Linked DNA regions of Mus musculus: all the other regions are linked to region 5. A link is a contact called in public HiChIP or PLAC-seq and promoter capture Hi-C data. All regions are on one chromosome and are shown on one strand. The core of a region is the stretch at or near the end of the contact, and the rest is flanking DNA. Distances in the headings are between cores, read along the strand shown.

What was found. Promoter capture Hi-C pulls out the DNA fragments that hold promoters and counts their contacts. HiChIP or PLAC-seq counts read pairs in DNA pulled down with a chosen protein or histone mark.
Region 1: a promoter capture Hi-C map of hippocampal neurons shows a contact between it and region 5, with 8 times the contacts expected there. The contact joins the enhancer-like site here to the promoter of Jmy in region 5. A contact is called at or near these places in 7 of 39 promoter capture datasets (the 3T3-L1 cell line, the C10 cell line, embryonic stem cells and 2 more), 1 of 15 datasets of contacts at CTCF or cohesin (pro-B cells), 7 of 484 Hi-C or Micro-C datasets (cerebellar granule neurons, cerebral cortex, cortical neurons and 3 more), 13 of 115 datasets of contacts at active chromatin or transcription factors (astrocytes, embryonic forebrain, embryonic limb bud and 8 more) and 1 of 9 other capture datasets (embryonic stem cells).
Region 2: a contact with region 5 is called in an H3K27ac HiChIP or PLAC-seq map of microglia, with 7 times the contacts expected there. The contact joins the promoter of Serinc5 here to the promoter of Jmy in region 5. A contact is called at or near these places in 1 of 39 promoter capture datasets (liver), 2 of 484 Hi-C or Micro-C datasets (CD8 T cells and embryonic stem cells) and 8 of 115 datasets of contacts at active chromatin or transcription factors (bone marrow-derived dendritic cells, cardiomyocytes, embryonic forebrain and 5 more).
Region 3: a promoter capture Hi-C map of second pharyngeal arch cranial neural crest shows a contact between it and region 5, with 5 times the contacts expected there. The contact joins the promoter of Thbs4 here to the promoter of Jmy in region 5. A contact is called at or near these places in 7 of 39 promoter capture datasets (the 3T3-L1 cell line, the C10 cell line, cranial neural crest and 4 more) and 2 of 115 datasets of contacts at active chromatin or transcription factors (cardiomyocytes and embryonic stem cells).
Region 4: a contact with region 5 is called in an H3K4me3 HiChIP or PLAC-seq map of bone marrow-derived macrophages, with 5 times the contacts expected there. The contact joins the promoter of Mtx3 here to the promoter of Jmy in region 5. A contact is called at or near these places in 9 of 39 promoter capture datasets (the C10 cell line, the HPC-7 cell line, cranial neural crest and 5 more), 1 of 484 Hi-C or Micro-C datasets (embryonic stem cells), 6 of 115 datasets of contacts at active chromatin or transcription factors (astrocytes, bone marrow-derived macrophages, extraembryonic endoderm stem cells and 2 more) and 1 of 9 other capture datasets (macrophages).
Region 6: an H3K4me3 HiChIP or PLAC-seq map of embryonic stem cells shows a contact between it and region 5, with 8 read pairs. The contact joins the promoter of Scamp1 here to the promoter of Jmy in region 5. A contact is called at or near these places in 1 of 39 promoter capture datasets (liver) and 3 of 115 datasets of contacts at active chromatin or transcription factors (bone marrow-derived macrophages, embryonic stem cells and pancreatic cancer cells).
Region 7: an H3K4me3 HiChIP or PLAC-seq map of embryonic forebrain shows a contact between it and region 5, with 2.7 times the contacts expected there. The contact joins the enhancer-like site here to the promoter of Jmy in region 5. A contact is called at or near these places in 2 of 39 promoter capture datasets (the C10 cell line and pre-B cells) and 7 of 115 datasets of contacts at active chromatin or transcription factors (bone marrow-derived macrophages, embryonic forebrain, embryonic limb bud and 4 more).

The regions. Positions count from the first base shown.
Region 1 is chr13:92,749,960-92,753,957 of GRCm38.p6, forward strand. Thbs4 (thrombospondin 4) reads right to left here. Exons shown (of 22, transcript NM_011582.3): 21 at 2,395-2,534; 22 at 1,627-1,853. The coding sequence ends at 1,792. Among named protein-coding and RNA genes, the nearest start is that of Thbs4, 43 kb to the right of the region's middle. Within about 2 kb of position 1,977, at least 55 of the 459 cell types and tissues checked have an H3K27ac peak or open chromatin away from gene starts, as enhancers often do. A contact at or near this core is called in cerebral cortex, cortical neurons, forebrain and 3 more, where this site is marked.
Region 2 is chr13:92,608,940-92,612,711 of GRCm38.p6, forward strand. It overlaps Serinc5 (serine incorporator 5), which reads left to right and starts at 2,199. Exons shown (of 12, transcript NM_172588.2): 1 at 2,199-2,348. The coding sequence starts at 2,322.
Region 3 is chr13:92,792,733-92,796,780 of GRCm38.p6, forward strand. Thbs4 (thrombospondin 4) reads right to left here and starts at 2,086. Exons shown (of 22, transcript NM_011582.3): 1 at 1,848-2,086. The coding sequence starts at 1,941.
Region 4 is chr13:92,843,230-92,846,919 of GRCm38.p6, forward strand. It overlaps Mtx3 (metaxin 3), which reads left to right and starts at 1,539. Exons shown (of 9, transcript NM_001162945.2): 1 at 1,539-1,638; 2 at 1,977-2,046; 3 at 2,392-2,468; 4 at 3,632-3,690. The coding sequence starts at 1,558.
Region 5 is chr13:93,498,384-93,502,046 of GRCm38.p6, forward strand. It overlaps Jmy (junction-mediating and regulatory protein), which reads right to left and starts at 1,425. Exons shown (of 11, transcript NM_021310.3): 1 at 1-1,425. The coding sequence starts at 923.
Region 6 is chr13:94,282,712-94,286,941 of GRCm38.p6, forward strand. It overlaps Scamp1 (secretory carrier membrane protein 1), which reads right to left and starts at 2,570. Exons shown (of 9, transcript NM_029153.1): 1 at 2,509-2,570. The coding sequence starts at 2,565.
Region 7 is chr13:92,732,221-92,735,935 of GRCm38.p6, forward strand. No RefSeq gene overlaps it. Among named protein-coding and RNA genes, the nearest start is that of Gm41018, 27 kb to the left of the region's middle. Within about 2 kb of position 1,276, at least 22 of the 459 cell types and tissues checked have an H3K27ac peak or open chromatin away from gene starts, as enhancers often do. A contact at or near this core is called in embryonic forebrain, where this site is marked.

The DNA.
Region 1 (3,998 bases), core at 727-3,226, 750 kb before region 5:
CTTCTAAGCATTTATAGACTGGCACTGTTGTCAACCCTGACCAGGGATGCTCCAGCTGAAGTGGAAGCAGAGGAGCCTCAACCCTTCAAAGCCCCGAGATTGACTGTCCGAGTGTTCAGCTCTCAGTGAGACACCTATATCAATCCCACCAAGGCAGAGGGAACATCACACAAGAGGGGACAGGAAGAAGGTGAGATCTGAAGGATGCTGCAAAGATTAAACCTAGACTCCCTAGATCTGATCAGACAACACGCCTGCCTAGTGGATGACAGTATTTTGTGTACATGCTTTGATAGGCTTCAGTGATAAGAAGTATTTCTCCAGAAGAAGATCTGGAACCTTCCTCACAGTGCCTGGTAAAACACCGAGAGGCCCAGAGCGAGAGCATCCGAATAGCTCTACAGGTACCTGTACTATAGAGTGAAGAATGAGAGTGGTAGAGCTCAGAAGCTACCTTGGTGTTAGCTGTAAAAGAGGGGTGCTTGAAAGGTAACCATTTCCTGTCATTGAGTCCCCCTCCCTGCCCAGGGATTTCGGAATTTAGGAAGGGCTGTAGATGTGTTTCACCCAGAGATTGAGAAGAGTCATTGGCAGCCATGTGAACTCTGAATACTATAGCCATGGTAAAAGTGGGAGGAATGTTTATAATTTATGATACTCTAGGGAATTATGGGAATGAAAAATACATTGCTGAGCTGTGGTTGAGGCTCAGCTGGTTTAGTATGCCTAGAATTCAATACCTAGCAGGACACGAAACCAGGTATGATGCATACCTTTAAACCTAGTATGAAGAAGTCGGGGCAGGAGGACCAGAAGCTCACGGTGATCTTTGGTCACACAGAGAGTTTGGGACCAGTCTGGTTTATATGAGAACCCATCTAAAACCATAAAATAATAATAAAATAAATTGCCAAACTTCTTTAGAATTAAATCTCAAGGGGATTTATAAAATTTCTGGGTATCTTGATTGACTACTGGAAAGTATCGGCTAGTACACAGCTGCAGAAAGCTTCTGCCCTGTACACATGGTGACTGGCTCTACTGTCATTGTCACCAGACCCTACATCCCACTGTTTTTGTTACCTCAAAGGCAGCCACTCTCCCTTCACTGCCCAGCGAATGCTTACTGGCTGTTTGCTTCCTGCCTGGTACTGTGGGATCTGAATACAGTGACAGACATAGAATGACAAGATCTGTTTTCTTCCATTTGACTCACAGGACGCTAGGGGGAGCCAAATCCGTAAGTGTCTGTGGAAGGAGGTGACAGAAAGGCTGAGGGAAGGGTGTCAGAAGAACAAGGCAAGCTTAGTTCAGGTTTCTCAGGATGTCACCTCCTCCCGAAGCCTGGGGTGGGGGTGGGGGGCTTCCCTGGAGACTACATTCCAAGAATGAGGAGTCTGTGTGAACAGAAAGCAGGCTTTAGCATGGCACTAAATAGGGTCACCCCAGAAATGACCTTTGGTTTGGCTGTCCGGTTCATACCCGTGCTCCGTGGCACACAGTACATACTCAAGGGGGTGGGGGTGGGGGAATAAAACCAATCTGGTAAGTTTATCAAGGATTCCTCAGAAAACAACACACATCACCAAAGCCTGAGCTTCCATTAGAAACGACTGAGCACCATGGTTATTAGAAATAGTCTCTTCTTTATTTCCACATTCATATAAAAAGTTTTGACGTATTTGGGCTGGTAAAAGAAAAGCCATGATAATATAAAGAGAATTATAGGAAGTTTTAAAAAAGATGTTGCTTTTGGTGTTTGAGAAGGCAGTTGTGGGATTGCTTCTTGGCTCAATTATCCAAGCGGTCGAAACTCTGGGTCTGGAACTCCTGGAAGTCCTCTGGTATGGTGTCTGCAACAAGAATCGGGGTGGTAGTTAGTTAATGAGGATCCTTCCAGGCTGGAATCATGGCCACCACATGCCGCCCAGGCCTCCTGTAGGGGGCGCTGTCAGCTCGCCTGAGACTCCCACAGGCTCGCAGCCATTTTCTACTTCAGGTTGCTTTGTTGCAAATCCTTGGCTTAAAGCCCAGCAGGGCTTATTCATAGGCCTAGGGAAAATTAGCAGGCAGAGTGCCTTTTTAGTCTGTGATTATGTTTGAGTCTAATGAAAAAGAAAGGCTGCCTGTAAATTAAACTGACGGAATTTCTCACCGAACCCCTAACTCTAAAACATGCAGTTAAATTCTATGGGTTTCAATTTTCAGATTTGGGAAGCAGGAAAGCCTGGCTCTGCCTTCCTCTTATGTTATGCAGGGTACATCACCATCACGCACGTGGTGGTGAGGCTTTGGGGCGGGGGGGGGGGGCGGGGTGGGAGGATGCATGTTATAGAAATAAGATTTCTTGGTTGCTCCCCTGTGCTGTTGAGGGGCACTCAGCATGAAGGTTACCGTTGCAGCGGTACTTGAGGTTGGACCAGATGATGTTTTCTTGAGAGAAGCAGAACACACCAAGTCGGCCTCCACGCATGGTGGTGTCTATGGTGACCCCAGAGTCAGCCACCAACTCCGAGCCTTCATAAAAGCGCACCCTGCAGAGAGCACAGGTGTCCACGGTGAGGAACATGGTGCCACTTCCGACTCTTGTACTTACCTCTTTATTCAGACATGTTGTTTTCCACTAACTCTAGTTGGTCCCTCCCCAGTGAGGTTAGAAGTTCCCCAGGACAGGAACCAAGAGTCCACGGCTCCCTAACTTGGTTTTTAACAGGCCCAGCATGGTGTCAGGTGCATAGTTCCTGGATCGGTACTTGCTGGTGAATTAAAACAAAATAGCTTGACATCACGGACAAGTGGTTTTGTGGCTTCACTGTCTTGTGAGTTATTTTCTCTGGATACTGTACCTAGAAGCCCTGCGCTTTCTTCTTTGGTCTAGCTGATTTCACTGGTGGACTCTCAGAGCCTTGATCAGTAGCTTTAGGCAGTTGTGGGGGCAATTTCAGTTGTCATAGTAGCACTGAGGGACAGAAGCCCCTGGATGCCAGCCTTCAATACCCCGGAGTGAGTTAGCCAAAGCTTGCCCTGTGCTCTGTACCCTTGTGGAGTGTCATGGGGAAGGTGAGCTGCGCCTCGCCTCGGAGAGGCAATGGCGTTTTACCCTGAGCATCATTTTCTTTTTTTTTTTTAAGATTTATTTATTATTATATATGAGTACACTGTAGCTGTCTTCAGACACACCAGAAGAGGGCATCAGATCTCATTGCAGATGGTTGTGAGCCACCATGTGGTTGCTGGGATTTGAACTCGGGACCTTTGGAAGAGCAGTCAGTGCTCTTACCCACTGAGCCATCTCTCCAGCCCGAGCATCATTTTCTTCTGCATTGATTTTAAGTTAAACTCCCCAATTAATTCCCCAGGGTAAACCAAGAAGTGCCTGAGCATGCCGTTCTGTTCGAAAATTAAGAGTTGGCTCCTGTATGGGTATTGTCAACACCACTGTAATACTTAATTCTCAGACACACTACTCTGTGTTTAAATGCCACCTTCATGTGAGTCTAGGAATGGTTCCAAGGAGCTATTTCCTTTGGTTGTATAGCAATCAATTCTTATTTCTCTGCAGTTTTAGGGTTCAGATGGACTTTTCTAAAATTATATACTTAGAAGGATCATATTTTTATAGCTCTGATTTCATTTTTGGAACAGAAAAGGCACATTGAGCTCCATCAGGTAAGGGCCTGGCCACACCTGGTCTCCCTGTGTGGTGAACAGAGGCAGGTGACACAAGGGCACAGAGAACAGAGCATGAATCAGCTCTCACTGCCTTATTTTCACTAGATGCATCCGTCTACCTGGTACCTCCCACCCTGGCTAGGAAGCTGCAACCCACATACCCCGGAGCACACCACACACGTGCTGCAAGTCTGGGGCGTGAACCCTGACTGCATTTCAACAAGAGCAGTTGAACACACAAAACAGCAGCAACAGAAACAAAACAGTCCTATAAAGAAGCCGAGGCCATCACACCAGTCCCGGGATGAACAGTTCTCTCTTGCACA
Region 2 (3,772 bases), core at 949-3,448, 890 kb before region 5:
ATCGACTCCCCTGCCTCCTGTGTGAGGTACGTGTCGGCCCAGAGCTCTGCCAATAAAACCTCGTGCGTGTTACAACAAGAGAGGATTCTTGTGTTCGTGGGTGCTTCCTGTCCCTGGACTAGAGTGGGGGTCCCCATATTTGGGGTCCAACAAGCCAAAGATAACTTTGATTTTTCAATCTACAATATTCCATCTTTGCAAAATCATGAAGGTCCATCTAGTCTGCCAGACTTCAACACTACTGTGCTAAGAAAGAGGCACCACATAGCATCTTCAGAAAACTTGAGTGCACACCAGGCAAGCATCCTACCTCAAGCACAAACAGTAAAGCTGGCTGTACGTGACATGCCACATGTTTGCACCACAGTCCGCACAACTCTTGAAGGGGCTGAGGCCAGAAGACAAAAATCACAAATCACTTTTTTTTTTCATTTCATTTAAACACCCGCATGAATACAAGTGATGGTTAAGCCAGAGCTTCAAAGAGGCCATGTTATCCAGCCTGTTCTTAGGGAAGCTAAGAATTTGCAACTTCCTGACTCTGGAAGTTAAGGCTTTTGCTAACTTTTTTTTTTTGGGGGGGGGTATCTTAGTGTACATTTGACATGTCCACAAACTATTTATTATTTTTGGCATGTTGGGGAAGGAACTCATGCATGCTGGGAAGTTCTGTACAAAGGAGTTCCACGCCCTATCTCTCCAGGTCTTTAAGAGGCATGCTCTCTCTAGGATAGTGACATCAGTACTCAGAAACCCTCAAGCTAGTGCTTGCATAGGGCTGGCAAACAAACAAAAGCAAAACAGGAGTCCACTACGAGGTCTCTGATCCTAATCCAGTGACACTGGGACACTGGGTGAGGGGTCTCCTAAAAGAGTGGGTAAGTTCCAGCTCAAAGGTTTGGACAGTTTACCCCCCTCCCCCACCTCTTGGTCGGTTCCCACAAAGACAAACTCTTGGTGTCAGACCGGTTTCCCCAGGGGCTGAAGTTCTAAGTCTAGTGACCGCCCTGCAGCAAACAATGGAGCTCGCTGTGAAGCCCTGCGGAGGTCCTGGCTCTGAGTTACAGGCTGCCACCCAGCAGGTTGCTCCTCCCACACCTTCTTATTTTTAGTTACAGCCACTGTCTTCATAACTTTTCTTAACCGCCAAGTAGGGCTCGGTTGTGTGTGTTACTCTAAACTCCTGGATCTAAGACGCCAGAAGATTCAGCGTTGGTAATAACTAAAGCACGGATTATCAAAAACAGTTTTTTTTAGTTTCTATCTCCTAAAGTTCCCAAGACACTATAGGCAAAGGCTCTGTCCAGGGAAGGTCAAGTCCTGGGTTTTGTGCCTGAGGATCAGACGCTAGGCTAGGATTGTCAGCTAGGCGTTTTCACTTCCCAAGGCTTTAGGCAAGCTATTCAAGTTACTTATCCGCTGTCACTTTCCTCACACGGGTACAGCAATGTTTATCTGAAATACTCTTCCAACCAAAAAGGCATTGGTGTAAAAATCATACTAACAGAAATGGTTTTACATTTGAAGTAACCGTGAGAAGAGATTCAGGTAGAGAGCAAAACTTGGCACTCCCTTGGCATCCAACAAGCAAATGTTGGAATCCTCCTTTCAACGTGGGTCAGCTGAGAGGCAACTAGGACCCCAACCTAGGTTCCCAGATCGACTCTCGGTCAGAGTTCCGCGGGAACAGCAGGTGGAACAGCTAGGCGCCTGGGGAGACCTGGCATCTGAGGGGGTGCGGGAACAGAGGGGTTTCCCGAACGTGGATCTGGTAGATGCCTGAGGAGTAAGGCGATCGCAGTCCCATACCAGTGGCGCCCTCGTGGAGGGACCAGCGCAGGGCATTCGGGAGGGAGTCTTCCTCTAGGGCTACGGTTTTAACTACCAAAGGCAAGCGGATCTAGTTTACTGGATCCGGGGCGGAGGAGCGCCGCGAAACCCGGCGGGTCAGTAAAACCCGAGAGCTTGTAAAGACTGCATTCCCTTGGTCTAACTCCGGCGGAAGTGCCAGAGAGGAAGAAGCCCACTGTGCTGCCCGGAAAGGGGCGGGGCCATAGCCATCCGCCGGGCCGCTCAAGGGGCGGGGCCTAGGATATGGGGCGGAACCTACACTCGGGGCGGTCTTAGGGCGGAGCCTGTGGGGCGGGGCTTGGCGGCGGTTGTTTTCGGGCCAGGGTACGGGGCTCTCAGCTGGGCTGCTGGGCTCGGGGATAGGAAGCAAGACGAGCTTCTTCAGTCGCGCGCTCGCGGACCAAGCCGAGAGGGCCCGAGTGACGGGCCCAGCGGGCAGCGTCCCCGAGGCGAGGTCGTCGGCCGCGGTGATGTCTGCCCGGTGCTGTGCTGGCCAGGTGAGCGAGGCGGGCTGCCGCGCGGGTTATCAGAATCGCGGACACCGACGCGAGCCAAGCTCGAGTTCTGGAAACCCTGTGGGCGGGAAGGGACGCGGGGAAGCCCGAGAGGCAACCCCAGCGACCTCGGTGTTCGGCCTCCGGGATTCCGGGCTGGCAGGGCGAGCGGGTCTGGAGCTGAGGATCCCATCGGTTCCCAGGACGTGTCACCTCCGGTCGAAGCCTCGAGTAGTGGCTCTGAGTTCCGTAGCTCTCCTGCCACTGCACTGCCTGTGGGATAAATCCAGGAAAAACGTGGGGTTGGACAAGATCTCTGTTTCTGTACTCCGAGCACAACTGGTCAGTCCGAGCAGGGCGGCCGCGTTTGGCATCTCCAGGTCTAGAACATGGGGCTCTGTATTCACGAGAACGTCTGGATATCCGATTTGCAAACTCCCGGACACAAGTCTAGGCACAGGGAAGGCTCAGCCCTGCTTTATGGGTTTACCGACCGGACCCTACCCAACCCTGACTGGGCACGAGCCTTCGCTCCCTTCTTTGCAACTCATCTTGCTGGAACCTGTTTTGTAATCTTGCCAGTTAAATTCACGATATCCAAGCCATAGGAGGCTCCTAACTGGAGAGAATTATTAGGTTTTAGCCCTTTAATGCTAATTTCCCTTTTTTTTCCTGCAGGGTTAGAAAAACAACAGCGAACTAGGTAAAGCCATCTGGATGTCTTTCTCCCATGTTGTCTTTTTGTTAGGTTTTAAGGGGTTATAAAAAACAAAAACAAAACCTCGAATCTGATCGCGGTGGGTGGGCATTCAGGTGCAGGACTGGTCTTGTTTACTTTGAACGTCAGGACAATGGGAGCCAGCTGTACGTGCTGTAGGGGGTTAAGCTGTGTCTCTGGACCCATCAGGTTTAGTGGCCTATAGTAGTCCTGTCCTCTTAGAGGTGGCCCTGTATGTCAAGCTGGCATTTTTCAGAAATGAGGAAAGTGGGGCTTTTTGGTTTGAGTAAAATGATGCCCGTCCCCTCAATGTCTGGAAAGGAAGGACGAAGGAATATGACCCATTCAGGCTTTTTAGACCAAGAGGGGCAGAAAAGATTGTTTTCAGAAAATTGCAAATATTCATTCTCTCTCTCTCTCTCTCTCTCTCTCTCTCTCTCTCTCTCTTTGCTGGTGCTGTAAGTTCTAGGCAAGTGCTCTTTGAGCAGCACCTCCAAGTCCATTTTTCTGGTTGTTTTGTGATACTCTTCAATTTGATGCAACCCTTTTCATTGTATAGTAAGTAATTGCATGTATTTGGGGCCATCAGCCCTTCTCTCTTGGAAGCCCCGTGAAGATCTTTCCTGACAGGTGCTTGACTTCAGGTTCTGAGAATTTATTGTTAGTACTTAAGTGAGTTTTAAAAAATATTGGTATGAGTGATATTTTG
Region 3 (4,048 bases), core at 836-3,335, 700 kb before region 5:
CTGGCAATTCTGGTTAGGTTTGGTTTTTACAATGAACAAGTGTTGCTTTCTACTAAAAACTGAATAAAAATTTAAGGCAAACAGGAAAAACCGTAGTTACTTGAGAATGTCTACTTTTTTAAACAGATAATTTATTTCTCTGCTGTTTCTTTCCCCCTAGAAGCCCTCACATAATAGCGACTTTAATACTAGCTGAGTTGAAAAGCAAAACATCTCACCTATCCTTCTAGTGCCCCACATCCTCAAGCTACAAAAACGGGTTTATAATTTCTAAAGAATTGAAAATGTATCATTCCCACCAATGGGGGATAAGGTTGGATAAAGTGTTGTGCTTGAAAACTCCGTTCTAGATAAGGCACCTCCAGGAGACAGACATAAATTCAGAGTCTGAGAACTGTCTTCTGAACTGACTCCTGATGCTTCATGCCGGCTCCAACTTCGATCCGGCCTGTGATCTTGCTGGCTCTCCATGAGAGCTTCAGTCTGCCTGGCTCCCCGTTTGATTCATTTGCTGCTCTTGAGTCTGAGCTTGGGTAAGTGAGCAATGACTTTAGAGAGTGTTTTGAGGAGGAAATAAGATGCTACCTAACGCTATTACAGTTCAGTAGAAGTACCAGGATCTGAGCAATGAGCCTCTAGTGTTAGAGGTGAAATTACTGCTACCGATGAGCACGGGGATTGAATACCTGCTCATTCAGGGCTAGCAGCCTGGCCCAGAGGGAGAAGGAGATAAGTGAATTAAATCAGTTGAGCTGCTGATTGCCGACTTGATAATTCTATAAAAGAATCTGCCAGACACCTGACTTAATCAGATTGTCTGCAGAAACTAAGTTAACAGGATAAGTTAGGTTATATCACTTGAATGCAAGTCTTCACTGTCTGGTCTAAAGAAGTAGAATCCAAACCTAACCTACACCACTAAGTTGTGTGCTCCAATGTCAAGAATTTATATAACAGAAGATATTATATAACAGAAAATAACCTCTGGACTGTTGGGTGCAGTGGGTGGCCACTGTGGTGGCATGAAGGGAACACAGACTGCCTGCTCAGCGTGCTTTGCTCAGCCTCGGGAAGGAAACCTTTTTCTCCTCCTGTGCTGCTTCTGGCTTTCCTCATTCTCGTCCATAGTAAACCAATCCAGGTGCCCAGTGTCACGAGGAAGGCCAATGTGCACAGCCTGCCCGAGCCCCGAGATCCTTCCTGGCTGTAGTAATTGCTTCCTTGTGGTCTTTATACGAAATTTTGCTTAGCCGTAAGTGCTTTCTACCTGAAAATTATTTCAACTCCCTGTCAAATATTGAATTTTTTTTTTTTTTTTTTTTTTTTGCCTCTTCACAGAAAAAGATCGATTTCTAAAGAGTCTCAAGTAACCACACTGAGTCCGGGGGAGGGGGGGAGCTAACCTTTGATTGTAAGAAGCACGGAAGGCGGGTGGAGCAAAGCAGCATTGCTCACGGGTGGTGCCACTTGGTGCCAGGGCTTCCCTGAGAGAAGGGACTGGAGGGAACAGACACTGGTCTTCAGACAACCAGGATTTCAACCCCTGCCAGAGGACCAATGACCCTGTGGCACATTCTACAGTGAATGATGAAAACTAGTTTGCACCCCCCTCCAAACTATAGTTTAAGGAATTGGTCCTGTGGTTGGGTAAAGGAATTGGAGAAAATTCTAGACTTTCCTCATCACTTTCAATAACGATGTACTTCCATTCTGGTCCCGGAGGAACAGAGAGGTGCATGGCAAGGCCTCAGGAGCCCAGGCAGAGCAGTGCAAAACTGGCCCCTCTAGGTGATCTCAGGACAGCAACAGTTAGCTGGATGCAAAGGGGACCAAAGGAAGCCACTTACCCTGGGGTGTGGCCTGGGCGCTCGTCCGCTGCCACGGCTGCAGGACCAGGTGCAGCAGGAGGAAGGCGGCCGCGGCCGCGCGTGGGGCCGGCATGGTGACTCTTCTGCTCCCTGAGGGCTGTGCAGGCGACAATGTGGCGTGGCTTTGCCGGCGTAGGGCGCTGTTTGCTGGCCTCGGGCAGTGAGCGCGCAGGTGGCGGGCAGGGCAGTGCGCAGCCGTCGGAGGGGCGCTGGCTGCTGGGCTCCGCGGCCGCAGCCCGCGCTTTATGGTCCAGCCGCCCGGGGGGCGGGGGGGGGGAGGGTGCGGGGGAGGACCGAGTCAGGGCGGCCCCCTTGGCCAGGATCCCCCATTTGCCAGGAAGAGCGGGGACGGCGGGAACCGGGAGCGTGGGCCACCGAGGGAAACGCTGGTGTGGAGACCAGACGGAATGGAATGAGGTGGACAGTGGGAAGGGGTGGGCAGACACAGAAGTGTGCTGAGGAAGGGACAGAGGTTGGGCAGAGAGGGCCACAGCGGAGGAGGCCTCTTCTGGTCCCCTAGCCTTGAGCACCTCTATGCTTTTCCCTCTTACTTTTTATGTTATTTAGAGAAACATCACTTGGACGTGTCTCTAAATACTTTAATTGCTTTCCCAACTGGTCTTGACTGCTGATTCCCCCACAGGATTTGTGTATTTCTACAAGCTTTCCTTGAACAATTGAAATGATGAATTTTTTTTTTTCCACCAAGTTTTGAGACAGAAAGAGTGATAAGTGGAAAGGATTGATTTATTTATTTATTTATTTATTTATTTATTTATTTAATGCGGGGGTGTTGGAAATAAAAATGTCGCAAGGTATCCACGCAGACAGTTAGGCAGAGATGGAGATACTGAGTCTCATGGATGATTTACTTCAGGCCAGTTTGCAAAAGGGCTGTGCACCCACCTTGGGCAGCACAACACTTTCTAAAGGTTCAGTTTGAAGCTATGGGGTTAGGAAGACAAAGCAGGGGCACTGGAGTGGCCCCTCTTCCTCCCAGGCAGAGCCCTCAGAGGGTGTCATGGATTAACTAAAGGGAAAAACATTTGAAAAGCGGCAGTAAAAATATTCCCTGTGTAACAATCCCCACCAGTGCAGAGGGCTTCAGAGGATTTCTAGACCTATCTCATCTGTATTCTCAAAGCATTCCATTTGTAGAAGCTATCTACCACCAGCTGGGTGGTTAACCCACCATTCTATCTCCAATCCCTCTCCACTCCTGATTGTGTTTACAGCTAATAAGTCGAAGATCTGAGCTGTCCTCTCAGCAATCTTCTCTTTGGTGTCTAATAAAGGCCTCTCTGGGCATTCTGTAATGTTGTTTTATCTAGTGCATTAGGCAGAATGGGTCACCATATGCCTATCAGTTAGAACTGAAAACACACAAAAGGGGCAGGTATGCGTCCCTATGCAATAATGAGATGGATCAGACTTTGGAATATTTTCTCCAGGTTTCCGAACTGAGTCTCAAGGTTAGAGGGGTGGAGGGCTCTAGCCTATGCTTTAGACAGAAGAGCTCTGCCTTTAGACAGAACAGCTCTGCCTTTAAATGCTCCGTACAACTCGCTCAGAGTAAGTTTTCCTTGAAGCGAGTGTAGAGTGTATGAATATTTACACGTTTAAAAGCCAACATTTAGCTGGATGAGTGCATTAGAATCTTCTTCAGGAGGTTACACACACACACACACACACACACACACACACACACACACACACACACACACACACGCGCGCGCGCACACACGCGCACACACACACACATAGAAACACACACAAATTTAGGTGACTACAGGACACCCAAGCTATAAAACTACAAGTAACAAAGCTTGTAATGGTATGTAGATGCAATCACCAGGACTCAGAGGGCTTCACAGAGGCAGGGGAATCATGAGTTAGAAGTCAGCCTGGACTACGAAGTGAATTCAAGGCTAGCATGTGTTATATAATGATACCCTGGCCCTGGCCCCCCAAAACGCAAAGGGAACAATTGTTATACTGCCTCACACCACAGCTTTCTCTGACACAGACTGGGACCACTCCCTCAGTGACTGTTCTGGGAGGTTTTGGTCAGTGGGTCAGATGTCGCTGTTCCCTCACAGACCAAATGCCATTCCTCCGTAGGCAGGCCAGGAGTCTGCATAAAGTGGGACACAAAAGAGCACCAAGCAGGTAGGAGAGAG
Region 4 (3,690 bases), core at 289-2,788, 660 kb before region 5:
CCACATCCATCTATGTATTCTTCCAGAGCCTCCTAGTACCTCAGATGTACTCTCTGCTCAATAAATGTGTTGTTTAGTTTCAACTATACATTTGCTAAGCATTTCCTACTTAAAAAGTGTGACTAATGGACTTTTAGGATTGGAATGTCTTTTCTTTCCATTTTTGAGATATACTATTTTTGAGGCAAAATATTTAAAAAAGACTTTAGGAAATCAGAACTGTAATTTTGGAGAGTTGCCCCCTTACTGTGCAGAAAAATGCCTAGAAAATGTTGCTGAATATTATTGTTACGGCAATAGGTTTCAATTGAAGGGGACCCTAGCATCTTCTTGTGATAGAGGAAAATAGAAAACCCAAAGATGTATCAAAAGGGCTGTTCCAGAAAGACTATTGTTCTGTCTATAAAAATCACACAGCTCCCAGGTCCTGATTCTGAGATCCAAACAGTATGCCCAAATCTCCACATTGCCAAGTTTTTTCTTTAATGGTTTTTCTGAGAAATTAATATTTAGTGCATGCCCATTAGGTCCAAAGACAAGACTGGCTGAATGACTTACAATGCTTAGTCTAAAATAAAAGTGCAGAGCCCTTTGCACCAAGATTATGACCTCAAGAGAGTGATAGCAGAACATGACGTGAATGAAGAGCCTTTCTAAACACAAGACCTTCTGTGTCTTCACTGGCCCCACACCTAGGAAGCCACAAAGAGCTTCTGTAGAGTGGATGGCAAAAGGCCTGTGAATATGGACAGAAGCAAAATTCAAAATTCAAGTGCATACAGGGAGCCTCAGGAAGCTGGAAGAAATTCATGATTTTGAAAAAGCTAAGTTTAACTCAAAAAAAAAAAATCTTTTTATGTGTGTGCTTTGCCTGCACGTATGCACCACGTGAAGGGCTAGTGCCGGTACAGGCCAGAAGAGGGACTCAGGTCTCAAAGAACTGGAGTAAAATGACTGTGAACACAGCGTAGGTTGGGGGAACCAAGACAAGTCTTCAAAAACTGCTCTTAACTGAGCAACCTCTCCAGCCACACTAAACTTAGTTTGGGGAGAGCCACTAGAGAGGAAAGCCATTCTGAATTAAAGGAGTGTGCACGTTGGAGTCCCCTGTTAAAAACTTAGGAACAGGGTTAATTTTGAATGAGGTTGAATCACATTAACATAAGAATGCCAACTGAAATTGAGACTGGAAAGGCAGGCAGGCAAAGGACCATCACAATGACTGAACATCGCAAACTTGTACCGACGACCTCCATGTCAGTTTAAACTACTTTTGTACAGATTTATATATACCATAGTGATGCTTTCAAGTTTTGTTGTACATTAATACTGAATGCAATAAATACTTGGAGGACTCTTAGGAGGTCTGTTTCCCTTCCGGCACAGCTCCTAGTCTGGTTGCTAAACCTTCTCTCAAAGGCCTGCTGCTGTCCTTTCTGACTCTGTCCAAAGCCCCAAGGAGTCAGTCCCAGCTCCTCGTCCCGCCCCCCTCCATTCCACGTGCTGGAGAGTGGGCGGTACGAGTACTTCCGGGTGACAGAGGTCAGCCCCGGCAAGATGGCGGCCCCCATGGAGCTCAGCTGCTGGGGAGGAGGCTGGGGTCTCCCTTCGGTCCACAGCGAGTCCTTGGTGGTGCTGGTGAGGCCGCCTCGCGGGCCAGGGCGCGGGAGGACTGGGCTGGCTAGCCGCGGGCTCCGCTGGAGACCGGCGGGCCGCTTGCAAGCGTCAGGTCCCGGCGGCCCGGCGGCGCTGTTCCTGCAGTTGGAGAAGCACACACGCGGCCCCGCAACCTCAGGCCCTGCCTCCTGCATCCGAGGTCCCCAGGAGCGGGGAGCCTGCGCGTCCCCGATGGCGGACGGGGGAGGGGCGTGGGCAGCCTCAGGCTGCCTTTGAGGGTGCATCAGTCAGAGCCGTGCTGCAGACCTTGCAAGCCTGCTCTCAGTGTCTAAAATCTCTTATTGCAAACTCTGTTTCAGGCTTATGCCAAGTTTTCTGGCGCGCCCTTGAAAATCAATATTATAGATAACACCTGGAGAGGGTCAAGAGGTACAGTATAAGCTTTCAAACGCCCCCCTCTCTGCCCTTTTCAACAGTTGCATCCCTTTCTGCATTACAGCCATATAGCCCAAGAGTACTTGGGGCGTCTTAGCTTCTTAGAATGACCTTGGCTGTGTGTTGGTTGTGTTTGGTCATTTCGAGTAAGAACTAAAGGTACAAGACAAACCTGGAAAATTGGAGAGACGAAAATGTTTTTTAGTGCTGCCCTTTGTAAAGCCCACAGAAGTTTATACCCATACTCTTCCATGTGCCAACTGGTGTAGTTTTTAAGGCATTGTAATCTTCAGAATAAATCACGGTGTTTGCTTGTGTGTAAATTGTTTTTGATTATAGGTGATGTACCAATTTTGACAACTGAAGACAGCATTGTTTCTAAGCCTGCAAAAATTCTAAACTTTCTAAGAAAACAGGTGGGTAGCTCCTTTAGAAGAAGTAGGTAGTTTTCTGCATGTTACTCATTATTATTATTATTATTATTATTATTATTGTTATTTCAGACTGGGTTACATGCTAATCTATGCTGCCACTGTGCAGCACAGACTGGCTTTAAATGCTAGAATTGTGGGTGTGACAATTACACCTGGCATCCTGTATGACTTATTTTTAGTTCACTATAAGGTGATTTTAATTTTTGGGGCAACTGGGAATGCCTGGATCTTGACAATAGAGAAACAAAGACTTGCTTACTGGTGCTGAAAGGCATGCATTTTATTTTACTGTGATCTGGAAGTTTAATGAAGTATATGTAATGTATTTATTGTGAATTTCTTGAAAAGGATATAAGATTCAATTTAGTTATTCAGACTTATTCTTGTTGATAATGTTATCACTTTAGTCCTGTTGTTACTATACATTTCATGCTAAGTGTGACACCCGAGTTCCCATCATATGGCAACTATTTTATTTGATCACTTTTGTTGTTATTGTTTGGTTTGGTTTGGTTTTATGCTGAGATTTGAATACGGGACCTTGTAGTCACTGGTAGGCAAGCGTTCTACCACTGAGTTGAATACTGAGTTTTGTATTTCTACTTTAAAAAAGCACTTATCTGATAGTTACACGCCTTATGAAAGCACGTATCTAAAGTGTGTGAAGTGTAAATATTTATGTAGTAAGTCATGATATTTAAACATAAAATGATTCCTATAAACATGACGGGTATACGTGATTTGTCAGTACTTTAAGAAAAAAATCTTGTACCATTAAAATTTGAACCGTTTCTAAATTGAGAAGTTTCCTTTTTTTATGGAAAAAAAAACATTTTAATGAACTGTATGTTTTTTTCCTTCCTTATGAAAAACAATTGCTTTTATTCATTAACTTGTACCACGTGCCATACTTTGAACAAAGGTCATTGATAAGCATGAAAGCAATAGAATGTAGTTGACAAGCTGTAAGCAACATTGGGGTTTTTTTGTGTATGGTGCATTAAGAAAGTTTTCATTGGTTAGTATTCCTCCCTCTTAATGTTAGGTTTGACATTTGTGAGGGAGAATAGGAGTTCTAACTTGTTTATCTCCCTTGTCCTAGGAATGTCCTTTGACCTCTGAGAGACTGTTTTTCTCTTTGATAGAAATATAATGCTGACTGTGAGCTCTCAGCAAAACAAGGGGCAGACACACTGGCTTACAT
Region 5 (3,663 bases), core at 175-2,674:
TCCGGATCATCCGTCTCGGTGAAAAGAACCTGAGAAAGGATCTTCCAGCCACACGTGTCCAGGCCGTGGCCCAGGTATACCTGGAGTTGGTAACATAGAGCGTCGATCTCCTGCTCGGTCATCTCGGGGGCGCCCCCAAACAGCACCGTCCACATGCCTGACGGCTCTTCGGGGAACACCGGCAGACACGGCTCCAGCTGGGAGTTTACCGAGCACAGCTGCTGATGCACGGCTCGCAGATCCTGGAAGGAGAAAAGCCCGGCCCAGCTGCATTCTTCGGCCGGAGACTCCAGCTCCGCGGCAGACGGCGGCTGCTCCGAGTCCGGGAGCGGCTGTGGCGCCTCGTCCTCCCTCACCATTTCCAGGACCTCGATCTCCTCGGAGACCGCCCCGGAGGCACTCACCACCCGCACCGACGACACCGGGGGCACCGGGGGCGCCGGCGGGGCTGGCGTGGCACTGGCGGTCGCATCTCGGGATTCGGCGCTTCTGCGGAGCGGGCTGGCCTTAGCCCGCGCGGGGCTACGGAGAGGACTCTCCGGTCCTCTGCCCGCGGGACCCCGAGGAGGATCCCCCTTCAGGCTGCGCGCGCTGCGCGGAGAGCCGCCCTCGGCCCAGGCCTGGCTTTTCCGTGGCCCGGGACTCCGGAGCGCTGCTGTAGCAGAGGCAGCGGCCTCTGACCGACCCCTGGCCGCGGGGCTGCCCGGACCGCGACTCCCATCAGACGCGGGCGTCCCCGCCTGTTCCCGGGAACCGCTCCTCTGTCTCTGGGCCGTCCGGTTGTGACAGGTTATAGCAAACTTGCCTTCGATCTCGTTCCAGGCCACAATGAACACAAACTTGTGCTTCTCGCGCTCGTCGAATACGTGGGGCCGCACCGCCACCCAGTCGGACTCGAGTGTCTCCTCCAGCGCGAACGACATGGTAGCTCCGGTGCCCGGCGAGGGGGGTCGCCCGCCCGGCCGAGTCTCCGCGGTGGCCGCGCCCCCAGCTCACCCTTGCGGGGCGCCTGCAGCCATCTTAGCGCGCCGGCCGCTCACCCACCGGCTCCTTTGTGGTGCGGCTCTCAGAAGAGACAATACGCGGCCCGGAGCAGGTAGTTCACATGGTCACGTGCGGCCGGATCTGTTTACAAGCCGCTCGCTGCCGCAGCGCAGGGCCCTGGGCCGCCGGACCGGCCTGCGCGGAGCCGCGGGGCTGCGTGCTGAGGCGCGCGTCCGCCGCTCGCCCGCCGGGGCCTACCTCCCCGCCGCCCCTCTGCCCCCGGCCAACAGCGCCCAGCCAGCCAGAACCAGAACCAGAAAGCAGACTCCTAAAGCGCTAGTCTCAGCGTCGCCACAATGTTGCCATTCGGCTGTGACGTCTGCGGCTCCACGAGGGACGTAAACACGGGCACGTGCGGCACGCTGCTGACGCGGCGGCGGCAGCAGCGGCAACGGGAGCGGCGGCGCGCGTCCCGCCCGCCCGGCGGCGCCCCGCCCCCCTCCGCGTCCCTCCAGCCGCGCCTGCGCGCCGCCGCGTTCCTGGCCCCAGCCCTGCCCCCTTTTTCCCGGCCCGGAGTCTGTGGCTGCGGGATGACGCTTTTCTGCAAGATGAGAGACTGGTGTGCCCGGCCGCACAGGTTGCTTTGAACCCCCGGCAAGAGGAGCAAAGGCAGAGGGACTCTGAGACTTTGTTCAAGGACCTTGATGTAGCCCTCCTTCACCCTAAGTGAATCTGGATCGCCAACTGTGTTCAGACGCGTCCTAAACAGTCCGGGAACTCTGCCTTGCTTTACAAGGCTAAGCCAAAGGGTTCCATTCTCCCCTGACATCCTTCAGACACAATTTAAGTTAGACATGTATGCAAAACAACTCAGGAGAATACGAAAACAGTAGGAAAATTCAGTCACGTCCTAAAGAGCGTGAACATTTGTCTCAATTTATCCTTCTTTTATTGCTTCGGCTTTCCTCGTTGTGTACTGTTCTGAGAATCTCTTTGGGCAGTCACTGCACTAAAGTTTTGACATTGTATTCAGTTATCAGAGTTCCCAGAAAGCACAAACAAAAAGTTTTTATCAGCCTGGCAAGGCAGTGCATAACTATAATCCCAACACTTGGTGAGTAGAGGCAACCAGATATGGTAATTCAAGGCCAGCAGGGGCTACAAAAGACCTTGTTTCAAAAACCAGCCAGAAAAATCCAATTATTCATACTAAATTGTGTTGAAACATTCCTAATATTGTCTAGTAGGTTTATAATCCACTTTATATTATTGGCGTCATCTTTCCTGTCAGTGTCTAAGGCATCAAGCAGGCACTAATGTATAATAGGAATTAGTTCTTTTACTTTAAGCCACATTTCTAAAACGTGTGAAAATCATCTGAGTCACCCTCACGTTGTCAGCTACACACAGTTTTGTATTGGCCTGACATCTAAATTGATAGTCAAAAGTTTTAGACCTATCTCTTGGCTGAACTTTTTTTTTTGTTTTGGTTTTGGTTTTTTGGAGACAGGGTTTCTCTGTGTAGCCCTGGCTGTCCTGGAACTCACTTTGTAGACCAGGCTGGCCTCGGACTAAGATATCTGCCTGTCTCTGCCTCCCAAGTGCTGGGATTAAAGGCGTGTGCCACCACCGCCTTGCTGAACATTTTAAACTTTAAACATCTGCTTTGAAACCCATGCCTACTCTTGGACCAAACACACACACACACACACACACAGCAAGATTCAGAAAAAGATAAAAATGACTTCAACCTTTTGGAATTCTTATAATGAGCTGCATATTTTCAAAGCTTGTACATATGTGTCAGCTCTTCCGTGCAAATCAAAAGCACCTTTGAAAACGCTGGGAGAGACCCAAGTATGGTGGCCCACTCCTTTATTCCACAACTCAGTAGGGAGAGACAGTCAGATCTCTGGGAGTTCATAGCCAGCTGGTCTACAGGGAGAGGGAGAGGGAAGAGGGAGGGAAGGGGAAGAGGAGGAAGAGGGGAAGGGAGAGGAGGGAAGGAGAGGGAGAGGAGGGGGAGGGGAGGAGAGGAGAGGGGTCTGGGGTGTTACTCAGTGCTTGGGGTACTTACAAAGCACTCATGAAATCCTGAGTTCAATTTCCAGCAACACAAAAATAAATAAAATGCTAAAGGAAAGAAACCCACTGCAAATTGGAGTCTTCAGCAAGTAACGTTACAGAAAAATTGTCCTTTTGATAAAAAGATAACTGCTTAGTTTTTTTGTTTTTTTGTTTTTTTGTTTTTTTTTTGTGATAGAGTTTGAAATCACCAGCTCTCTTTATTCAATACATTTATAAATCTGCAGAATGCAGGCTAAATATGCCTAAAAGAAATCAATGCCAGGCTTGGTAGCTATACCTCAATTCTACCATCTGGGAGTCTGGGGTAGGATTGCCTCCTGTAGTCAGCCTGAGCCACAAGGTTAGTCTACCTCACACAAAACAGAGCAACATTTGATGTACATGGATTAACTGTCATACCTATCTACTGCTATAAAATTGTGACTTATCACAAACCACGGAGGGGAAACGGGTTCATGTTTACACAGGTGTTAAGTATTTTCCCCTAACATACTTGCCACTGTGCTTTTTCAAATGGGAAGTCTCGCTGTTTCAAGTTTCCCCTATCTTAGTCATTGTTAGCCGACAAATGAAAAGAAACAAGCCAAATTC
Region 6 (4,230 bases), core at 1,320-3,819, 790 kb after region 5:
TTTTGAATTACCATAGATTTTTTAGTTCTTTCAACTTCCTCATGCATAATAAAAGACCCTGAAATGTCATAAAGCCATTCACTGGGCCTACCACAGTCACTGGGGTAAAACAGGTGCTCAAAGAAGACACAGGAACTGAAGGCAGCAAAGCAATAAAATCAAGTAAGCCTTAGATCATCTTAGGAGATTCAATTCTGAATGATTTTCAGGGCTCAAATAAAGATGCTTACAAAAGTTTCCTAACACAACAGTGCCGGGTGAAAACAACATCCCAGAGGCCTGAGGTGTGCTGACGAAGGCCGCTAATCCAATGATCAGGAGTTCAAGGCCAGCTTTTGTTACAAGAGTCTCAAAAAACAAATACACAAACCAACACCAAGGAGGAATGAACTATGGAGCATGGATAACAAAATGTCAACACCAAGATTTAAAAAGAAAATCGACCAGAAAGTAACAGTAAGAGTCCTGGGAACTTTGTAAACAAGGGCATGAAAAAGAAATAGTATTTCAAAAGTCACTTCTACCCAAAATGAAGCAGAAGGAAAACAACCTCCTGTAGATATAAAGGTTCCTTTGAGAGACAGAAGGGTAACTAGTTACAAATGCAAAGATAAAGCCAGGGACACTGTCTGTGGTGTGACAGTCACTACAAGTGGAGAACCACGGTACAAATACTCAGCCAAACCTCCTTAGACACAAATTATCCAGACTTTAGAACATTCTATGGACTTGGATAATCACTGTCCTGAATGCATCTCCTTACAGAAACAGAAAATGTTAATCATTTTCTTCCATGATTAATACTTAAAACCTATATGTGTTTAGAATTATCACAGCAACCTTATGCCCAGCAGAAACGGGAGGTGTCATGGTAAGATCACATATTACAAAATATCAATTTGTGATAAGAAGCTAGGATCTTGCCCTAACAAGAGACTAATATGAAAGGAACTGTGAACTGGATGTCCAGATATAAAACCAACAGCCTTGTGGTTAGATGCTTAAAAACAGCATCACTGAATTATCTAAGTTAGGAGAGACTAATGGGCTCTTAATGTTTCATCTCTAATTATTTTTAAATGACACTCACTTGACAAATTATGAAATGTTTCTTTTGGATATCCATAATATCAGAATAATCCAATTTTCACTACATGGAAGTGAGTCCAATAGTAAATGAAACAAAAACTTCAGGGGGTTGAGGGAGCATGGACCGCCCTTTAAAGTGTACCTGAGCCTTTTATCTGCAATTACAGAGTTTGGCAGGCTGAGGTAGAAGGAAAGAAAGTTCCAAAGCCAGGTACACTACCTAGTGAGACCCTGTCTCAAAACAACAATGAAAACCAAAACAAAAAAGCAAATGAATAGATCGGGAGGACCAGGTGTTGAAAGTTACAGTCAACTCAACCATAACAGCTTTCTCTGTAGTTTTGCAAAATGAGTCCAGCTGTCAGGTATAAGGGGGATAACTTCATTAAAAGAATCCTTCATGAAGACATGAGGTTAAAACCATCAGAACAGGGGTGCCTTTTGCTTCAATATTGCAGGTAAGCCACAAAAGGACTAAAAAGAGGTAAACCCAACAGGCCAGAAGCAGCACTTGGGTGCCCACAAATTAGTTCCTACTTCACCTTTGAGACTACAAATTAAAGTTTGAGCTGCACACAGTCAGAGCAATTAAGAAAGAACTAACCAAGCCAACAGTTGGAAGAAATTGCCTTGCTATGCCTCACAGTCTTTAAGAAAACCAAAGTACTTTTCAAGGCAAAGTTCTCGGACGCGGCATTAAATTTTAGAGCAGATGCCTAACATTTAAATGGCCTGCCTAGGCATTTATTTCTATGCCAAGCCCTTCTGAGGCTTGGGATCCGATCAGGTCCACTCCATGAAGGAAAGAGCTCACTCACGTGAGGAACGGAATCCTCAAACAGCTCGGATCCCCGGTGACGCACTCCCAGCTTGGAAAATGGCCCAGGGTCCACCTCCCTAACAGCAGCTAGGTGGGGAGATGCCCGTGTGCACTATTGTTTCCAGATGTTTATTTATTTTTAACTTCTGTTTGATGCCCGTTCCCCTAAACTGGGCCCGGTGGGGAAGGGGGCCTCTGGCAGCGCCACTGGTGGCTCTGGGAGCAACCGAGTTTTGATAATAAAAAACACCCCTTTATCCTTTTATCGCAGCGTCCGTGTATCCGCGCCTCTCTCCCGCACACCTTGGCCGTCACCGGCACGCAGCGCCGGTGCCAGGTCCCCATGACAACCCCAGCCCGGGCGCCCCGGCCTCCCGGCCCCCGCCCCGCGGCCCGCCGTGCCGACCGGACTAGTGGCGGCCACACATGCCCCGCTCCGCTCCGGACCCGGCTCCCGGTCCGGCCGGTCCGCGGCCCGGTGCGAGCCTCCTGGCTGGTGGCGCGGCCAGTGGTGACGCTGCGTCCCGAGACCCTCCCGACAGGGCCTCCACGGCCACCGCGACGCCCAACGCGGGCCAGGGCCGCGGCCGGGCGCTCACCTTGAACGGGTTGTTGAGATCCGGATCCGCAAACGGGTTGCTGTCAAAATCCGACATTGCCCCGGCACTGCGCGTCACCCACCCGAGCCCGGCGCCGAGACACAGACGAGGCGAGGCCGCCGCCCCCCTGCGCGCTCACGTCGCCGCCGCCGCCGCACAGATCCGGGTGCAGCTCGCGGGCCACCGAGCCGGCCGTGCCACTGAGCATGCCCGGTGCGGCGGAGGCCCGCGGCGCCCAGCCATCCGGCCGTCCCTTCCCGCCTGGATCTGCGCTCCGGGCTCTGCCTCCGACCGAAGGGCGAGCGCAGGCGGAGGGCAGGTTCCAAGCCCCGGGCCGTGGACCCACCTAGTGCGGCTTGGGGAAGGGGTGGTGGCCTGTGTAGGGGAGGACGGTGCGCGCAGGTCCCACGTGGCAGGTGGGGGAGACAAGACTTGGAGAGCGAGTAGCTGAGGTGCGAAAACATCCGCCGCAGACACCAAAGATTCCAGACCCCAGAGAGGATAGGAACCCTAAAGCAACTTAAAACATCGCTGCCCGACACACCCCAACCTGGGAAACCCAGCCGGTCCTCCGATCCCAGGTTACTGCGAAGTCACGGAAAGCGGCTTCGCGCTGAGGATCCGGAGTTGCTCCAAGAAAAGGCAACATTCACTGCGGGGAGGGGGGGGGGGCAGCCTCTGTCTCCCATCCTCCCTCCCCACTCATAAATAATGGGGGGTGGGGGCACGTGGGACGGCCGAGTAGGTGGCAGAGTCTATCGACCCAGACCCTCAAGTTACTGATAATGGAAGAGAAATTGTTGACGTTTATTTTCAGGCATTTGGATGCAGAATACACACCTCCTAATATTTGCCTTTTTTCTTCCAAGTGCCGGGAATGATTATTGAAAACTACAGTAAATGACATATCAGTCATTGCACCACCCGGAACTTGTTGAGAGGACATGGCTTTCTCAACTCTATCCTTCCTTCCACTTTTAACAGAAGGGCACTTGGGTGAACCCAGAATTATTTTTATTTGGCAGGGACCTAAGAACTGGAAAAACCCAGATTTAATTATCCATAGCTTTTTGAGGGCCTTGCGCTAGGCAAAGTCACCTAGGCAATAATAACTTTCCCCAATGTGAAAGCGCACCCACCCACCCACGCACAACGTGCTGTAGTCTGGTAGAATCCAGGTTGGGATGACAAAGCAGCTGCTTCTAAGGCAGCCAACTAATTAGGAAGTAGGCATCCAACAGTGATCACCACAAGGTGGAAAGAATCTAAGATTGGGGGCTCTGCTCCCAGATCCTCGGCAGCTGCCTGTACCTGGTTCTGACTCAGGGTTCAGCACCTGTTGAAATCCAAGCTCAACTACAAAAGTTACTTTGTGCTCCTGTGCTAACCTCTCTGAGTGTTAGAGGCTAAAGAATAAGTATGAAAAACTGCGTAAAACGTGCCCCGCATGTCTTTAAATCCAGGTAAATATTGGCTGAACGTGTGCAAACAGCGAGGGTACCTACCCTGCCCCTTGTTCTGTGGGTTGTCTCATCTCTCCTGAACCTGACCTTATCCAGCTGATTCCCATTGTTTGGGCTCTCAATCCTTCCAAGGATCCCCCAGATGACTCAAGTATTCAGACTATTATACTTAACTTCTGTGTTCCAAGCCCATAGAGATCAGCTGAGCATGCAATGCCTGGTGGAAATTTCCAACTGTACTCTCTCTCGCTCTCTCTTT
Region 7 (3,715 bases), core at 26-2,525, 770 kb before region 5:
CACCTCTCAAAGGGAGGAATTCTCACCCAGATGGGGAACTGGATGGCTCCACCCCTCCACCCCAGCCTATGGAGGGAAGCAAGCTGCAGAGACATTTTCCTGCTCTATAAGATGGGATTTTGTGTCTACCCCATTCACTTGAAAACGGTGTGCACAACTCCTAGACAGGGCCACTTGACAGCAAGCTTCTGTGGATGGTCAACTTCGTATCAAGTGGAGTAGTGATCGATTGTGTATCTGAATTCACACCGTTTAGCAGCACAGAGAGGGTAGCTGGAAAAACCGGCACAGGGTGTGCTCGTCCAGGGTCAGTCCTGGGAACGCTGGGATGAAAGTCATGGGAGCTCACAGTCCAGTACCAAAGGCAACGGGCAAAGGCTGTGCAGATCAGCATGGCAGGCTGCAGGATTAACTTTCAGGGGCGGTGGAACCTGTGCAGACGTGAATACAAATCACAACTATACACTGCACAGATCGGAAAGTCATTTTCCAAACGGTGGACACTGATCCAGGTCTGAGAGCTGGGCCAGGCCAGGAGGTTGGGCAGGCTGGCAGGGAGCTGGATCTGATGTCGGACTCAGTCTTATTTTCACCACTTTCCTGAACATTCTAAAGTGAGTGGTAGGACCGTAGTAAGTATGGAGAAGAAAGAGAGCTGCTAATGAAAAATGAGTGCCCATGACTAGCTGCAGCCTGTGCTCAATGGTCAACTGACACTCTGCCTTTGACAAGAGGCAGATTCCATGAACTTAGAGACCCTGCCAGGAAAAAAAGCAATTAACCAGAAGGAATCCACCCCAGGCTTGGCCGGACCCTGTTGGAGCTGGAGTGGGTGAGGGAGGCGGGTAAGTCTAGCAAAGCCACAGGGAAAGGACTGTGGTGTTTTTCAGGTACATTCCTAGACAGGGCTGTCCTCGGCCACAGATCCCAGAGTCCCAACTGAAGATGAACTGCTGGGTCTGGCTTGAATACCCAGCTAAATGCCACCTAGTTTCCGAGGCTGTGTGCCACTGCTGCCGTGAGGAATGATGGGCAGGCCAAGTGACGTGGCTTTCTGGTCCATTTCTGCACAGTCTGGAACATCTAAGAGAACGTTACACTGGGCTCTAACCCAGCAGCTAGGCCAGGAGCCCAGCTTTCTATGTGAATGCATTTTGGGCTAAAGTTTCCTCCCGCTGTGCTGTCTAGCACTTCTTACTTGGACCAGTGACATCTGCATGATCGGGAAGCATGTGGGGCATGCAGAAGCTCTGCCTCCCTGTCTCTAGTCAGAATATGCATTCAGGGCAACCTGGCTGAGAGCCAGGGGGCGCCATAGAGCAAGGAGCGGCACCCATACTAGCAGACGTTCAGCCCCAGTCAAAAGCCGCTGGATCTGATGTTGGACTCTCTGCTTCAGAGACGAGGCTGGCCCACAGCAGGAGCCTGCAGGGGGCTTCCCTTCAATGGGGTGGGAGAGCAGAAATGGCAAGGACCCTCACAGCTGCTGGCAGAGAGCACCGATTTATGGGTCACTTTCGCTATTTCGAGCAAAAGAGGCCGAGCAAGAGTTTAAACCAGGGCAGCCTCCTCTAGGTATGTGGGGGCTTCATGAGTAAATCCCAGGAACTCGGTAGCAAGCAGAGGTCTCATTTCCATTTTCCAGATGGTTGAGGGATAGATAGGGCTGGGATGTTGCCAGCTGGCTGAACAAACTCGGGACCCTCTCTTTGCTCTATTGGTGCCAGCTGGTTCTTGGGCCAGAGATGCAAGCTGTGCCCAGGCACACGTCATTCCAGGTCCCCGGAGACATGCCAGGCACCGGCTGTTGGTCTTTCTCACCAGAGCCAAGGCCCAGCCGTGGGTCTTCTCTCATAGGCACCGATGACCACGACTCTTTCTCTCTTCTCCATCTTAATGACCGGTATCACTTCTCAGACCACACACCGCACCTCACATAATGCCGCAGATAGATGTTGGCTACAGAATGGCTCAGGCAGGAATAAAGAGGCTGCCGTGTTCAAGGAGCTCAGAGAGCTGATGTACTGGGACTCTCTGTAGGGGACCAGATAAAATGTCTAATGAATGCACAGAGCTGCCAAATACAGATCCAGATGATAGGCCGTTTGGAATTGCCACTTTGAAGCGGGCACCAGCAGGAGAAAGTGCGCCTGAGTTAGAGCCAGGGTCCTAGGCTGGGGTCCTCCACTGCGGCATTTCTCCAGAGTAAGGTTCACGACCCGCACTTCAGTGTGCTGGTCACGTGTCAGCCTTGGGGTGCTACCTTCAGAGGCCTGCCCCAGCTTGTACATGGTGTGGTTGGTGAGCATGTGTCTCTAGGCTTTCCAATATGATTGTTATAGTCACAGGTGTAACTACTGGCATTAATGATCAAATTGGATCTGGGCGAGCAGGCAGACAATGGGCTTTCCCTTGTATAGACAAGCAGAGAACCACTCACTCACTTACTCACTCACTCACTCACTCACATTCAAAATGGGGTAAAATCCAGTCCAAAAGTGTGGCCAAATTGATCACAGCACCCATTACTTTCATAGCTACAACCAGAGTGATTGGAGAAGAAGGCGGTGCCCTTTTCTTGTGGAACTCAAGGGACTTCTGCCCAGCCATTCTGGGACAGACACTTTGCCTGGCCCAGGTGAGCTCTGTTCTGGGGACTGATCGCCTTGTGGGCCCTACCAGGATGATACTGAACCTTCTGTATCTGTAACCTGGTGAAGGTTCTCCTTAGCTCTTGTCTTCTTGGAGGAAAGAATTCTGCCAAGCGACAGTATAAGCAGAAGTCTGTTTAGCAAAGCAAAGGAAAGTATCCTCGAGAGAGGCTGAAGGACCCAAAGGATCTTAGCAGCCCACTTTGTGGATTTTAAAGAAATTTCTATGAATATTTATGAGATGGGTGTCAAGGTGGTCCCTTTTTGCTTTCCAAATGGGTTGGACCAGATCTATCTTTTAAGTCCATGATCCTCTTAAAAAGCCCCTGCCTGAGGTGAGAGCTAAAACCATAATGCTAATTATATTATGTAATTAGCTTGTCTTTTGAGAATGCAGACCCTTGGTTAGTATGCATGCAGTTATGGAGATGCCCTGGTTTTAGTTTCTGATACCACAGAAAGAACCTGGATGTTTAACCATCATAGGGGCACCACGATCCCCAGAGACCTCTTCCCTCATCCCCGAGTCTACCTCCCCGCCTGACTGGAAGCAGATGCTGAAACTCAGCTGTAACTTCTATCTTGTCTGTCCTTGTGGGCCCTGCTCACACTGAATGGCTCTCCCAGGTTTTACTGTCCACGGTTGCTTGTTATTTCTTGAATGCTTATGTTTTATCTTCTATAGTTTCTGTTGAATGCATTATTTTTGGCTACCATCATTCTCCAAAATTGTTACCTGACTTACTCTCTTAGATGCCGCCTCCTGCTTTTGTGATACAGGTGTACACTTGACATTTTTCAGAGCGTATTACATTATAGTTCTGTGTGTGTGTGTGTGTATGTGTGTGTCTGTGTGTGTGGGTGCTTGTGTGTGTCTCTCTGTGTGTGTATGTGTGTGTGTGTTTGTGTGTGTGTCTGTGTTTCTATCCATCTCTTTGTCTCCTCTGAGCTGCTTTTACTCTGATTGGTCTTTTAGGGAGATGTATGAAAAGAGCCTAGCAAGTCCCCAGAGACTCTCAGTCTGTCACTTCATAATTGACTGCCACTACTGTGTGTGTGTTCTT